2 separate regions of the Mus musculus genome follow, and region 2 is linked to region 1. Evidence: chromatin contacts called from public Hi-C data. All regions are on one chromosome and are shown on one strand. Each heading gives the region's core, a stretch centred on a gene start, on an enhancer-like site or on the middle of the called end of the contact. The rest is flanking DNA. Distances are from core to core; before and after follow the strand shown.

Evidence for each region. Hi-C and Micro-C count contacts between places; a contact is called where the count stands out from the background.
Region 2: a Hi-C map of adipose-derived mesenchymal stem cells shows a contact between it and region 1, with 3 times the contacts expected there. The contact joins the promoter of Sgcd here to the enhancer-like site in region 1. A contact is called at or near these places in 5 of 484 Hi-C or Micro-C datasets (the HL-1 cell line, adipose-derived mesenchymal stem cells, cardiomyocytes and 2 more) and 3 of 115 datasets of contacts at active chromatin or transcription factors (the HL-1 cell line, cardiomyocytes and embryonic fibroblasts).

Annotation. Positions count from the first base shown.
Region 1 is chr11:47,004,002-47,006,701 of GRCm38.p6, reverse strand. All of the region lies in intron 6 of Sgcd (sarcoglycan, delta (dystrophin-associated glycoprotein)), which reads left to right. Among named protein-coding and RNA genes, the nearest start is that of Timd4, 190 kb to the right of the region's middle. Within about 2 kb of position 1,326, at least 9 of the 459 cell types and tissues checked have an H3K27ac peak or open chromatin away from gene starts, as enhancers often do. A contact at or near this core is called in adipose-derived mesenchymal stem cells, where this site is marked.
Region 2 is chr11:47,377,909-47,380,608 of GRCm38.p6, reverse strand. It overlaps Sgcd (sarcoglycan, delta (dystrophin-associated glycoprotein)), which reads left to right and starts at 1,284. Exons shown (of 8, transcript NM_011891.5): 1 at 1,284-1,355.

The DNA.
Region 1 (2,700 bases), core at 77-2,576:
CGTCATTATTATGTTATTTCTGAACAATGCAGTAAGATAGAACTATGTCACAGGAAAATACTATTGCTGCATGCTATTTCAGGTGATATGGTCCCATAAGTTGATGGTGGTAGTGGTGGTGGTGGTGGAGTGTGTATGCGTGTGTGTACCTATAGGTATATATTGTACTAAAGTTGTAGAGTGATGCACTTAAGTGGTTGTGTTTTTAAGTTTTTCTTTAGTTCTTTCATCAAATGACAGATCCCCATTCTCGGCAGCCAGTATCCTATAGAAACCAGACTGAGCATACCTTCTTGGATGAGCTGGAGAGACTTGTGGATCTCCTTTCTTCCATACAGTTTAGCTTGAGGGCTGGTGCTCTGCTGAGGTCCTTGGTGCTCATAACAGCATAATCTAACTTCATGAGGATCCAGATGTCACAAGTCAGTTTTGCCCAGCCACAAGGGGCAGTGTCAGTAATGAATACTAGATAGTAACTGAGGCCAGAAATGCCACTTATATGTGCTATGAAATGGCCAAACATGGGACCTGCAGAACTTGAATAAGAGCAAACCTGACAATAAGATGAGACCAAGTGAAACATTTGGGATTCTAAAGTATTGTCTACAATGAGGACTGTAAGAAGTTAAACTATGTAGAAGCATAGTTGCTTCTGATGAAGAAGCATTGTGCATTAGAAGTGATGTCACAGGGAACCCTTCATCCAAAAAGGCCCAGCTACAGCTTCCTCATTCTGGGATTCTGGGATTCATAACAAAATGATCCATCAAGCTGCTTTTCATGCTATCTTCATACTCTAACAATTAGGAATAAAGAAATGATGTGAGCTGGAACCCAAAGATAGCTGATTCTGATGGACTTATACATGAGAAAAAGTTACCATATGTCCTTTTATCTGCAGATGAGAGTTTCTTGTTTCTATTACATTTGAAAAAGTGGCTGCCCTGGTCCTAACCAGGATGACCAGCTGCATAGCAAGTCTTACATCTTTCTCCAGTTGGCTCATCTCCTAGCATATCAAACCAAGGAGTCATCCCGTGGCCCACTGCCTATTCAGCATTCAGCTACAACAAATTGGCAAATGTGTTTACAATACAGAGTGATTAATAGTCTTCCAGGCTTTGAAAATGAGAAGACAAAAGGCATTTTGCTTCACCAACAACAACTCTTAATTATACTGGTGTTTATTAATCTGTACCTCCTTGTTTTCATTAACTAATTAGTCTCAGAATTCTGTCTTATTTCCTGTCACTTCCCACCATTACATGGTACTACTGCATGCATTTCCCAATATGAGTCAAGGCCTGAGAATTTTACATTTTGCAACTGTAGTCATGTCTAAGTCATTGTCTTCATGTAATCTATCTTGAAGATGGCCAACTCTTAAAAACATAGAATACTATCCTACTTATTTCATCTCAGAGGCCTTAAGTATTACAATAATTGAAAGTTAGCTAGCTTCAGATCATGATGCTACTGCATACCAATATGCCCTTCTCCTGGGCAAGTGCCAATATCCCTTGTGCATATAATACCATGGTAGAGGCCCGTGTTTAGTCTAACTCCTTGTCCTGTGTCATAAACCTGAATTATTGACAACATAGTGATAAGAATCTGGGTACCACCTCCCTCATCTTTAGCCCTCTCATGTCTGAATACTTGTCTTCTATGCTCTGCTGTTCTGTTCTCTACCCTGAGGCCAGATTGTCTTGCTTAAATGCAGTCCTACCAGGTCACTTCCTACTTAATACCCTTCAGAGGAAAGAGCCCACAATGCTCATGGCCTACAAAGCGCTGATGGTTTGCCTCATATCTGTCTACCTACTACATTTCTACTTACATCTATCACAAAATCCTCATAATTATGTTGCCCAGAAGCCTCCTTTCCTTTCTTCCTGGGAAATATGTCTAAGCTTCTAGAGTTATGGGCTAAAGGTCCTACTACCTACCTTGAACCCTCTACCTCCTTCTAAATCTCTTCTAGTACATGCTTTCTGCTAGTTTAGACATCAGTTTGTGTGCTTCTCTTCACTGAGAGAAGGAAAGAAAGAAAGAAAGAAAGAAAGAAAGAAAGAAAGAAAGAAAGAAAGAAAGAAAGAAAGAAAGAGAGAGAAAATGACTTTAGAGCCATAGTGCTTGGCCTTGGATATAGAGCTGTATCTATGTAGCTCTATAATATGAGCTAGTTGTTTGATTTCTTCAAGACTCATTTTCCTCAAGTACAAAAATAGGGGTAGCAATAAACTACATGAAATAATTAGCTATATTCTCCATACATAGCCAATCTCAATAAACATCTGTAGAATGATACTAAAGCTTCAAGACGACAGGGATCAGATAAAGTAGAGGGTAGAGATATTGAGCTCTACCCTGAATGGATAAGTAAGCATGGATAAGTAAAAATTTGTACTTAAATAGCAGAGTGGGAGTCAGTGAATGGAAACATAGGGAGAGGAAGAGACAGTATCCGTCTAACTAGGTTCTTGTTGAAGGTGAACCAGGTAGATCAGACACCATATTTGAGATTGAGTGTAGACCCAATAAGGTATGAGTGGATTGGCACAGGACTTTGGGGAGTGTTTAGGAGCCTGAATAAAGTTTCAGGAAGTAAAGATTCTTTTTTTAATGAAGTCATTGGAAGTTCAGTGTTTGATTCATTCAAGCAACACATATATGTTAGATACAGAATAGCATGCACAT
Region 2 (2,700 bases), core at 35-2,534, 370 kb before region 1:
ACGCCAGTGAGTTCTAAGATCTACAGCAGCCCACTCAAGAACATATAAATAGTTTTTAAATCTGGTAAGAAAATGGGAAGACAGAAACAAACAAACAAACAAACAAAGAGGGAGGAAAAGAAGGAGGAAAGAAAGAGAAAAATGTTGATGTGTGTGATTTAAATGTTAACACAAAACAAAACAACAAAACTCATACACCAAATGTTTCTCTTTAACCTGTTTTCTGGAACATTAAGTTGAAAACGTTGCTTTGGCTTACCAGATATAGGTAGCTTCCCTTTGGAAGCACATGTGTTTTGAGATTTGTCTCCTTTTTTTATGATAGGAAAGAGAAAATGTCAAAGGTAGACCACAAAACCCAGCAGGAGGTACCCACAACATCTTGAGGGAATGCCACCCAGGAAAGAGAAAATTACAGCTTCACAGATGTAGTATGCATTCTGGTCCCAGGTTCTTTTCTTTTCCTGTCACTTTAACAGAGTTGTCACAGCATGTAAAACGTTACAGCCAGTACCATGTTACCTGCACAGCTTTAGAGCAAAAAGTATCAGAAGTGTCTGAGGAAAATAATTGCATTATTTTTAGTTGCTGCAGAGATAGATGCAGCAGGAATCAGGTGGAGGAGACAACTTGGGAGGACGGAACTGGAAATGCTAAAAATATTGCTTCCCCAGCAACTGAAATTTTAAGCAAAAACTTAGGAAGGGCCAGAGAGGAAGATGGAGTTAGAATTTATATCTCTTCGCTGCAGTCGGTTTGTTATTAAGGTCTGGAAGAGGGAAACACAGGGGGCTTACCCCAGGCAGTGGGGGAATTCCACAATCCACGTGGAACAGGCAAGGTACAAAGAGACAATGTTGAACTGGGGGTCGGGGGAGGGAGGGATGGCATGTCTACTGCATCTAGTACCCAGAGCAAAGTTTGTGTACAGAATGTCTGGGAAATCCAGTTTCTAGAAGCAGCCTTCTTTCTGTGAGTGTGAACCCAGCCGACAGACGCCATGAGCGCTCTTGCAAGGAAAGCTAGGCTGTGTTTGACACACGTGTTTCCCATTGATATCTGGAGACAGCCCAGTAGCTGGGAGTCAGCTTGACAAAACCGGATCGAAGTAGAGGCAGAGTAGGGTTTCAAAGCAGGCAGTGAGAGAGCGGGAATGCTGTTCAGGAAATTCTTCAGGCATGGGCAGGGACTTGGCTGCAGTTGTGCGGCTGGAAAATCTGACTGGGGCAGCTCCTGAGCGCAGGCAGGGCCTGCTCACGGGGGCGGGCTGAGTGGCCGCCTCCATCAGAGCCTCTCAGCTTTCCCCGGGACCACGGGGGACTCTCATCCGCCACTCTGTGAAACAGACAAGAGAGGTAGGGGACCGTGCAGCTCTTGCCTTACCAGCCTAGCTTCCTGAGCCCTGTCTGCTGTTCGTTCACCAACACTGGGGGATTCAGGGGTGGGGAGAGGCCGCGTGTGTACGTGTGAATGAACACATTTCAGCTCATCACCTGGGCAGAGGGACTGGGTGCTTCTAAGCTTTGTCTGCCCGCAAAGGGCCCTTAAGATCTGAGTTTCAACAGCACCCAGGCACTTTTGAAAGTTAGCACTGCACAGCTAACAGCACTGGGGAAGGAAAAGTGTGTGGATTCCTGTGTTGACACCCTCTTCCAGCGCTCTGGAAGTTTCCCTTTCTGCTTCACGGGACACTCGTTTGACTGCAAAGATAATCTCCCATGAAGACATTCCGGTTTTGAATGCTTCAGGGATTTTTAAAGGGGGTGTTCCAAGCAGGAAACCGTTCTCTGCTTTTGGAGGGAATCAGAGTTGGAAGTTTTTATTTTGGAATACACTTTTTTTTTTTTTTTTTTTTGTAGGAACAGATGTGTGTAAGGCTTCCTGGTGTTTAATTTTCGAATGTGTCTTTGACTTTCTTATGTGAGGTTTGAGTAGCAGTAATATATTTGTGTAGAAATATGCTGGATTGTTATTCTGCCTTTTACTTGGTGGAAGAAATAACCTGTAGTTTAGTAAATGTTTCTATATTTTATAACAGATAATAGAGCAATAGCATAAAACAGTCATTTATTTTTGAAAAATCATTGTTAAGAATAGAGGCAAATAGTGTGAATGTTCTATCGATTGCTCCGTTTTATTTTTCCCTAAAACCAGTGCATTAAAAATGTTGACTAGTTTTTAGCAGAAGAGAATCTTGCCTTTCCTCTTCAATTTTTGTTCTTTCTCATATATGTACACTATATTGTAATACATATACACTATATTGTAATACATATAATAAATAGCCTTCCTGGGACTACTACATTGCTCCTTTCTGTGTATGTATTTAGAAGACAAGCCATGCAGTGTTACTATCTTTAAGAGCTTAGCTCAGCTCAGACAAGTTTGGACTAAAGCTCATCCATCCAGTTTTAGGGCTAACTTGGTGATCAGTCCATAGCAAGTCCAGAGGAGACTTGGGCAAGAGCCTGCCTAGGGAAAACAGAGGAAAGTCCTTGAATACTAGGTCATTAGCACAGAGCCACTAGACCTTATGGTTGCTTCTCTTAGAAGACGGGGTGAGTTTAAGTCCGGGTCCAAGAGGCTATTGTTAGTACTGAATGGAGAGGGGTAGATGTTGAGATGTCTCACTTTCTCCAATCCTGGACCTAAGAGGAGTAAAGCAGAAGTCCATGCTGGGGATAGACTTTTCAGACTAGC